2 separate regions of the Oryctolagus cuniculus genome follow, and region 2 is linked to region 1. The links are chromatin contacts, called in public Micro-C maps. All regions are on one chromosome and are shown on one strand. The core of a region is the stretch at or near the end of the contact, and the rest is flanking DNA. Distances in the headings are between cores, read along the strand shown.

Region 1 (4,324 bases), core at 1,109-3,608:
CAGCTGAGCTTGGGGACGCAGGACCGTGCCAGGCCACAGCGGCTGCGATCCTTGCCGGACACCGGTGAGGCATGAAAACAGGACCGGTGGGCCATGGGGGAAGTGCAGTGCCCCCGGCATCCTTCCAGGAGACGTGAGGGGTTCTGGGGGGAGGCACCGACTGGGCAATGTGCCCCTCGCTTTGTCCCCAACACCAGGGATAAGCAAACTGGGAACGCCCAGGGGACCGGCGCTGTGGTGTAGTGGATGGCTAATTCCCACATCAAATGTCTGGTTCAAGTCCCGGCAGCTCCACTTCCCATCCAGCTCCCTGCTAATGCGCCTAGGAGGCAGCAGAAGATGGCCCAAGTATTTGAGTCCCTGCCACACTCATGGGAGACCTGGATGGAGTTCCAGGCTCTTGGCTTAGCCTGGCCCAGTCCCAGCATTTGCGGCCATTTGGGAAGTGAACTAGCAGATGGAGCTTTCTCTCTGTGTGTCCCCCCCCCCGCCCCGTCCCGTAATTCTGCCTTTCAAAGAAATAAATAAATCTTTAAAGAAAAACAAAAAGAATGTGATTGACTTTCCCCGAAAGAGAATCCAGTGTGTGATTCCATTTATAGCAGGTACAAAAACAGACGCGACTGCCCCCACGCACGAGAAGTCCGGGTAAGGCGGCAGGGTGGGGGTGGTCCCGGGCGGGGTCAGGGGCTGCTCCTCACCCTGGGCCCCTCGGCTATGGGAAAGTGCACGGTGTGTGAGAATTGTGCGCTGACATTTGCACACTTCCCTCGTGTGTGTTAACTTCAGCAGGAGGCTGGAAGAACCAAGGGCTCCAACCACAGAAGTAAAACATTAGCCCAGCGTCCCGCCCGACTCAGGCTGTGTCAGAAGCATCCTCACAGGACCACAGCAGCTCTGCCAGAGAAGCCGGGCTGTGTTTCTTGGGTCACTGCTTTCCCAGGTGTTTGGGAAGGGAGGGGAGCGGTTGACTCATTTTCCTCACTCTCCCCCCACCACCCTGCTCCGCCCCTGCCCCCACCGTGCGGGGCTGGATGGGGCCGAGGGCCGGGAGATTTGGGCTGTTGCCTTGGTGATGCTTAAACATTGGCTTTGAGTGATGGTGGTAAAATAAACCAGCAGGAGCCCTGGGGAGCTCCCACCAGCCCTGCCCGCTGCTCCGGGTCCTGAGTCACAGCCCCAGGCCAAGTTGGCTCAAGTGGATGGGGCCTTCAGCTCCCTGCTGCGGGCACAGGGGGCAGGCCGGGGGCCGGTGTGTGCCGGACACGCCAGGGGGCCAAGCTCCTGGCCGAGTGTGCCGTCTCAGCCACCTCTCCTCTGGTCCTCTCGCAGGCACCGGTGAGAACCCAAATCCACCCACTGGGAAAGCGTTGTCTGTGTCTCGGACGGAGCCAGTGGGGCGAGAATTCTGTGTGCAGAAGGTGAGGGCAGAGAGCAGACAGCTGTCCCCAGAGGCCCCGCCCGTCCCCCAGAGGACCCTGTCCAGACCTCAGCCCAAGATCACTTCTCCACTGCAGACCCGGCTCCCTCCCTCGCCAAGGTGCTCCTCCCCTTGGAGCTGGGCGGCAAGCCCTTAACTCCTCGGGGCCTCAGTTTCCCCATCTGTAACCCATCACTCTGACAGCCAGGGACAGGCGGGATCCAGACTCCACCCTGGGAAGGAGCCCACTGACACCCAGCCCAGCGCTCCCCACGCAGCTGGGGCAGATGTGCATGCGAGATCCAGGCCTGGGGGAAGCAGGAGCCCTTTGCCTTCCTCCAAAGCCGCCAGATGCTAAACCTCCAGTCCAGCGCTGGCTCCGGCGGCCACCGGCCCTGCCATGCGCGCACAGGCGGGTGGGGAGCTCACACGATTGGGCAGAGCTGGGGTGGGGACAGCTCCCTCTGGGCAGCGCTGGGAGGGGCCGAGTATTTGACAAGCAGCATGAGGTCACCCTTGTCCTCCCTCTGGGTGGGATGTGTCAGCAGGCGCAACTGGCCCGCAGGTCGTGATTCATGGTGGTGAGGGCCTCCGCCCTCCCCCCCCCCCCCCCGTTTCCCAGCTGCCTCCTCGCTCTTCTCCCTGCGATCCGGCTGCGGGCAGCTGGTCAGGGTGAATGAGCTCAAGCAGGAGCCGGGGTCCTCTGCAGGGCCACAGGCTGCGCCCTCACGTGCAGCCCACGGCGGCCCCAGGGACGGTGGCACTGGAAGGGTGGTGCGCACCTACTGTGTGCTGTCCGTCCAGTGCCCTGTGAGAGGGCGCGGTCCTTCCCAGGAATCATGCTGCTGCCACCGAGGCCTTTTGAAGCTCGTTCTCTCACAGTGGATGGGCCGGAAGTCCAAGGTCGGGGTGTAGGCAGGTCCGTGCTTCCTACTGAGGCACTCGGGCCGGACCTGGTCTGGCCTCTTCCAGCTCCTGGAGGCTCCGGGCGACCCTGTAGTCTCTGCCTGTGACCCAGGGGCTGCCCCCGCTGTGGTCCTCCGTGTCCCCTCCTCGGCCTCGAAGGACACCAGCCCCTGGCTGAGTCCACCTGGAGCTCCTGAGTGACATCTGCAAAGGCCTCCGTCCAGACAAGGACAAGGTCACGTTCCGAGAGTCCTGGTGGACGTGAGCTGTGAGGGCCATGGCAGCGGGGCAGCGTTAGTGCCCCCTTTCCCAGGCGAGGGCGCTGAAGCAGTTTGTCCGGAGTCCCTCGGCCAGGAGGTCAGGATCTGAACCCAGGCCACAAGGCCCAGGATCCCTCCGGTGGGCCCTGCCATCCCCTGCCAGGTTGTTCACCCTGCAACGTCCAGGTGGTGCTGCACGCAGCCGCATACCCATCCTCCGGTCATTCTCGAATCTCAGCCCCGGCAAGGAGCTGTCAAATCTTGGCGGCAGTCAGCCCATACGGAGCGGGTCGGGGAGCGGAGCTGGGCCGGCCGGTTGGTAAGGCATGTGGCTCCATGACTGTGTTCTGGGGAGCCCAGGGGCATCCCTTGACATGAGACCCCAGGCCGTGGTCAGCCCAAGGCCAGCTCAGATCCTGCATCCAGGCCGGACGAGCCCAGTGCCAGCTTACGGCTGTCCCTGCCCAGCCCCAGTGAGCGGGCACCGAGCGGCCAGGGAAGAGAGTGCGGGTGGAAACCGCCGTGCCCGGAGGGGCTGGCGCGGGCTCGCTCTGGAAGCCTCGGGCAGCTCTGGGCTCGGCCCCAGCCCAGCTGCAGGCTTCGGAAAAGCTCAGAGAGCGAGAGCCAAAGCCTCTTTCCCTCTGCAGCTCCAGGGTGAATGCGCAGCTCTTCCCGAGACACGCCCTCTCTCACGGTGGCCTCCCCAAGCAAGCACCCCAGTGCCAAGCAGTGATGGGAATCCGGCTCTCCCCGAGTGTTCCCGGCTGTCTGTCGGAGCAGCAGCTTGGACCCCAAAGAACAACAGCGCCCCTGCGGCGCCCGAAGCCAGGAGGAGAACAGGACAGCGGCTGAGAGGGAGCGATGCAGAACCCGTCCGCGAGCCCCCACGAGCAAGACGCCCTCGGCATCGCCCTGGCACGTGAGCCCCACCAGGTCTCAGGAAGGCAAAGGAACTTGCCTGTGAACGAAGCAGCACCCGGGCTTTTCCACGGCCCTGTGCAGCAGGAAAGGCCTGGCCCGGGACGGCAGCTCCTGGCTCAGCACCCACATCATGCCCCAACCCCGAAGGCTGCAGGAGGGAGGAAGCAGGGAGATAGGGGAGAAGGAGCCACGTGGCCGGCAGCCCCTGCACCCCGGGAGCACCCCAGGGTGCGGGGGCGGGGGCAGAGGGGATGACAGCTGTGTTTTTATTTTTTATAAAGGTGGGATTTGCGTAAAATAAAATTCACCATTTTAAAGTGAATAATTTGGGGCCTGCTTTGTGGCACAATAGGTTAAAGCACCACTCGGGATGCCGCATCCCATAGCAGAGAGCCGGCTCCGTCTCTGCTGCCCAGCTTCCAACCCCGCTCCCTGCGGAAGTGCCTAGCTTTCCTCTGTGTGTGCGTGCGTGCGTGTGTGCGTGTGTGCGTGTGTGTGTGTCTTCCTCTGTGTGTGTGTGCGTGCGTGTGTGTGTGTGTGTGTCTTCCTCTCTCTCTCTCTCTCTGTGCATATATGTGTGTGTGTGTATTTGTATATGTGTGTGTGTCTGTGTGTCTTCCTCTCTCTCAATCTCTGTGTGTGTATATATGTGTGTGTGTCTCTGTGTGTATATGTGTGTATGTGTGTATATGTGTGTGTGTCTTCCTCTGTGTGAGTGTGTGTGTCTTCCTCTGTGTGTATGTGGCTTTCTCTCTCTCTCTCTCTCTCTCTCTCTCTGTGTCTTGCTCTCTCTCTCTCTCTCTCTCTGTGTTTCTCT
Region 2 (4,324 bases), core at 1,036-3,535, 67 kb before region 1:
CGGTGTGCAGCCATCACCTCTCTGGTTCCCAAATATTCTCATCATCCCCTGTAGCCACTAAGCAGTCCCCATGTCCCCTCCTCCTGGCCCCTGGCACTATCTCCTAGGATCAGCGTGGTCTTCTCACCTGGCTTATTTCACTTCCAACTGGCGCTTTTTTTTTTTTTTAAGATTTGTTTATTTAAAAGTCAGAGTTACACAGAGAGAAGGAGAGGCAGAGAGAGAGAGAGAGAGAGTGAGAGAGGTCTTCCATCCGCTGGTTCACTCCCCAGATGGCCGCAATGGCCGGAGCTGTGCCAATCCAAAGCCAGAAGCCAGGAGCTTCTTCCAGGTCTCCCATGTGGGTGCAGGGGCCCAAGCACTTGGGTCATCTTCCACTGCTTTCCCAGGCCACAGCAGAGAGCTGGATTGGAAGTGGAGCAGCTGGAACTGGAACCGGTGCCCATATGGGATGCCAGCACTGCAGGCGGCAGCTACACCACAGCGCCAGCCCCACCCCTCCCCTTACGCCCCTGGGGTCAAATGAGGAGATCTCACGCAGGGTGGTGGGAAGGGTTGGTGAGTCCAGGTCCGCTGTGCGCTCAGGACGCGCTCCGGCCCAGCCCAGCCCCGGCACCCAGAGATCGTTGCTTGTGCCTGAAGTCGCCACATGGCCCTCTCCTTGGAGGGCACCTCACAGGGCGACAGCCTGGGGCCCCTGGACAGAACAAGATCCGCGTTTCTGAGAACCGGTTGGTTCGTGAGCAGAGCCAGCGCAGAGCAGGGCCGTCAGGGTCTCCGAGGCCTTTCTCAGCCTCTCTGGGCCCCCGGGCCGCGTGCTGTTCATTTCCTGGGCTGCCGTGACGCCGTGCACGGTGTGGCTTCAGACACCGCACAGTTATTCTCAGCTCCGGAGGCCGGAAGTCCCAAGTCAGGGTGTGGGCAGGTGGGCGGGGCTGCCTCCCCCTCGGGGTCTCCCTGAGGCTCCTCCCCTGTCTCATCCAGCTCTGGGTGGCTCCAGGTGTCCTTGGTGTGTGGCTGCCCCACTCCAGTCTCTGTCGTCATGTGGCCTCTCCTGTTTCTCTGTGTGTCTCTTTTTTTTTTTTTTTTTTTTGACAGGCAGAATGGACAGTGAGAGAGAGACAGAGAGAGAGAAAGGTCTTCCTTTGCCGCTGGTTCACCCTCCAATGGCCGCCGCTGCAGCCGGCGCACCGCGCTGATCCTGGCAGGAGCCAGGAGCCAGGTGCTTTTCCTGGTCTCCCATGGGGTGCAGGGCCCAAGCACCTGGGCCATCCTCCACTGCACTCCCTGGCCATAGCAGAGAGCTGGCCTGGAAGAGGGGCAACCGGGACAGAATCCGGCGCCCCAACCGGGACTAGAACCCGGTTTGCCGGCGCCGCAAGGTGGAGGATTAGCCTATTGAGCCACGGCGCCGGCTCTCTCTGTGTGTCTCTTAAAGGCACTTGAAACCGAGTCAGGGCCGCCCCGATGACCCAGGGGGAGCTCATCTCGGGGTCCCTAACCCGTGACATCGGCTGAGACCCTCTTTCTAGAGCAGGCCACGGGGTCCAGGTTCTCGACTTCTTTTGGAGGCCACCGTACAACCCCTACACACACAACAGAGTCCCTGGTGGCACCCACCCCTGGGGGGCCCTGGGGATTTGTGGGGTGAAGCAGGTGGAAAGCACCCTGGGCCCAGGCCTGCGGCAGGTGATGCCAAACTGGCAGGAAACCCTCCCACCACGGGTAGCCCCAGGCCTCCTGCCTCTCGCCGTGGCCCCTTGCCCCCGTCCCACCCAGCCAGAGCTGCTCCAAACAGCTTGGGGTTCTCCGAGGGGGGCGCCAGGGTTGGCTTGCAGGCCACAGGGCCAGAAACAGTGAGCAGAGTATTATTCTCTCTCTCTCTCTCTCTCTCTCTCTCTCTCTCTCTCTCTCTCTCCTTTCTGACCAGCACAGTGGGTGCACATCCCGGAGTTTGCAAGGGTGGGCATCGCTCAGAGGTCACAGGAAACAGAGGCTGAGCCCAAGACACCATTCCCCGCCCCCGCCTCCCGCCACCCCCCCCCCCGCCAAGCCCCCACCCCCCCACCCCCCGCGACTGCGTCTTGCTTGGGGACCCAGGGACGCAGCCTGCATCCCCGCCCGGGGCTGCTCCAGCAGCCTGGTGCTCTGACTTGATCGTACAAGGAAATGGAATGTGAGCTCGGGGCTATTTAAAGCGCAGGGAGGCCAAAGCGCAGGGAGGCCGGAGGCGCGGCTGGGGCGGCCCGGGGCTCCTCCGAGCACATGGTTTGATTTACGGGAGAGCCGCTTCAGACAGAGAACTATTTGAAGCAGCTGCCAGACGTTGTGTCTGAGCTGCGTTTTCACAACTTGCTTACTGGCTGGCAGCCTGCCTCCCGCCAGAGTTCAGCTCGCCCCGGCGGGTTCAGCGCCCTGGCTGGGTTCCCCCGCTGGGCCCGGCCTGTGCGGCCTCCAGGGGAGCCAGGGAGGGAGCTGTGTGTCCAGAAGCCCCTGCCTCCCTGCGGTGGCAGCGCGGTCCTAGCGTCTAGGAATGTTCTGGACTGTTGAGCTGAGGCTCACTGCTGGGCCCCCTGGGAGAAAGCCCCACCTGCCAGGACTGTCCCCAAGCACCTGGTGGCCTGGGAAAGGCGACACAGACCCACAGGGCCTGCTCCCTTTCTTTGCTGTTCTCCCCTACTCTTCCCACTGGCTCATTTCACTTTGGTTCCAGCCCCTTTAGGTGGACCGTGCAAGACCACAGGGGACCAGGGCCGGGAGCACAGCTCAGCCAGGGGCTTCTGGAAGGTTCCCAGCCCTCTGGAAGTCCCAGTGAACCCGGGAAGCCCCAGGGAAGCACCAGGGACCAACCTGCCAATCAAGTTCTCTGCATTGGACCAGGTCAGCCCTGGAGGGACGGCCAGGGTTTTCCCAGCACCGACTATCGGGGTTCACTGGAGTTGGGGTGTTTCTCAGGCCATGCCCTGCCAGGGAGACCTGGGGCGGGCCAGAGGCCCGTGATTCGGCCCCGGCTATGTGAGGGCACGTGGACAGGACGTCTCAGGAGCTCTGCCCTGAAGCCGGTGGGTGACAGGAAAGGGGTGGGCCTTGGGTGGAGGCGGCGGGATCCATCTCGCTGCTTGTGCAAGCACCCGCGTCCGTCCAGGACCCACGTCGCCGCCAAAGTGGACAGAGTGTCCGGCCCCCTCCTGAGAGCGCCAGACATGTTTGTCCACTGGAAAGGAAAACATCCTCTGGACACACTAGGCCTTGGCTCTCCCTTGCATGAGGACCCAGCGACTGCGGGGCAGGGAGGGAACAGCCTGCAGCCCCGGGGACCCCGCCCTGTCCCAGGGGATACAGAGTCCTCCAGCCTGCATTTCTGACAGCTCTAAAGAACTTCTGCAACCCCCTAACACCCAGCCCCAGAGAAAAGATCAGCATAAGTCACCCTCTCCCACCAGCCAACCCAGAAATGACAGTGGAATCTAGAAAGTTCCAGGCTGGCCTGCTGCTGGGGTGAAGCCGGCCACAGCCTGCAGCCGTGCAAAGGGACATGGGTCAGGGCTCAGGAGATCAGGGATTTGGACTCCGAACACCCACCACTACCGATCTGGCCTTAGCCTCGTCTGCCTCTCCCGTAAAGTGGGCACAAGGGTGCCCTCCAGCCAGCTCATGGTGTTGCAAGGAACAGATGAGGCCTGGGGTGGGGCCTTGAAGGGCCCACACACACGCAAGGTCTTGCCACACTGCTTATTTGCAGGCAAGTGGGAAAAAACATTTGTCCTAAAAACGCCCAGACCCCCCACAACCTGGCGGCTTCTCCTGGCTCTCCCGCAGCCATCGTGAAGTTGGGGACACCCTCTGAGGATCGCCCAGCCCAGCCCTGGCCTCCTGGTGGGGGAGCTGGAATGTCATCTCCTCCAGCTTCGGCAAAGCCACGAGGCTGAGGCGGCAGCCCCACCAGGACTCGCCTGGGCGGGTGGTGCTTGAGGACATCCTGCGACCTATGAGAGTGCAGAGGCCTAGCACCCAAGTTGGGAGGCCCTGTCGGGGTGCAGAGTAGAGGTTCTGCTGCAGACCCCCAGCTTGCGTGACTTGACCCCCTGGTCTGTGCACCTGTGGGTGCCAGAGTCAGAGACAGAAACCCCCAGGCTCCTGAGCAAGAGGCCCAGCGGCTGGGTGCCGAGCAGCAGAGCCGGGAGATGGAGCTTCCGGTGATGCAGGGCAGGAAGTGGTGGGCTCACCAGCCAATCAGGGCAGGGACGCCCAAGCAGGGTTTTGGAGGATGGATGGGGAGTGCCGGGGAGGGAAGTGAGCCCGTTTGTGCAAGTTCTTTGGTTAA

The links. Hi-C and Micro-C count contacts between places; a contact is called where the count stands out from the background.
Region 2: a Micro-C map of ear pinna shows a contact between it and region 1, with 1.6 times the contacts expected there. The contact joins two enhancer-like sites. A contact is called at or near these places in 2 of 6 Hi-C or Micro-C datasets (ear pinna and psoas muscle).

What each region holds. Positions count from the first base shown.
Region 1 is chr7:158,568,400-158,572,723 of mOryCun1.1, reverse strand. No RefSeq gene overlaps it. Among named protein-coding and RNA genes, the nearest start is that of SLC25A33, 40 kb to the right of the region's middle. Within about 2 kb of position 2,358, at least 5 of the 8 cell types and tissues checked have an H3K27ac peak or open chromatin away from gene starts, as enhancers often do. A contact at or near this core is called in ear pinna, where this site is marked.
Region 2 is chr7:158,635,367-158,639,690 of mOryCun1.1, reverse strand. No RefSeq gene overlaps it. Among named protein-coding and RNA genes, the nearest start is that of SPSB1, 66 kb to the left of the region's middle. Within about 2 kb of position 2,285, at least 6 of the 8 cell types and tissues checked have an H3K27ac peak or open chromatin away from gene starts, as enhancers often do. A contact at or near this core is called in ear pinna, where this site is marked.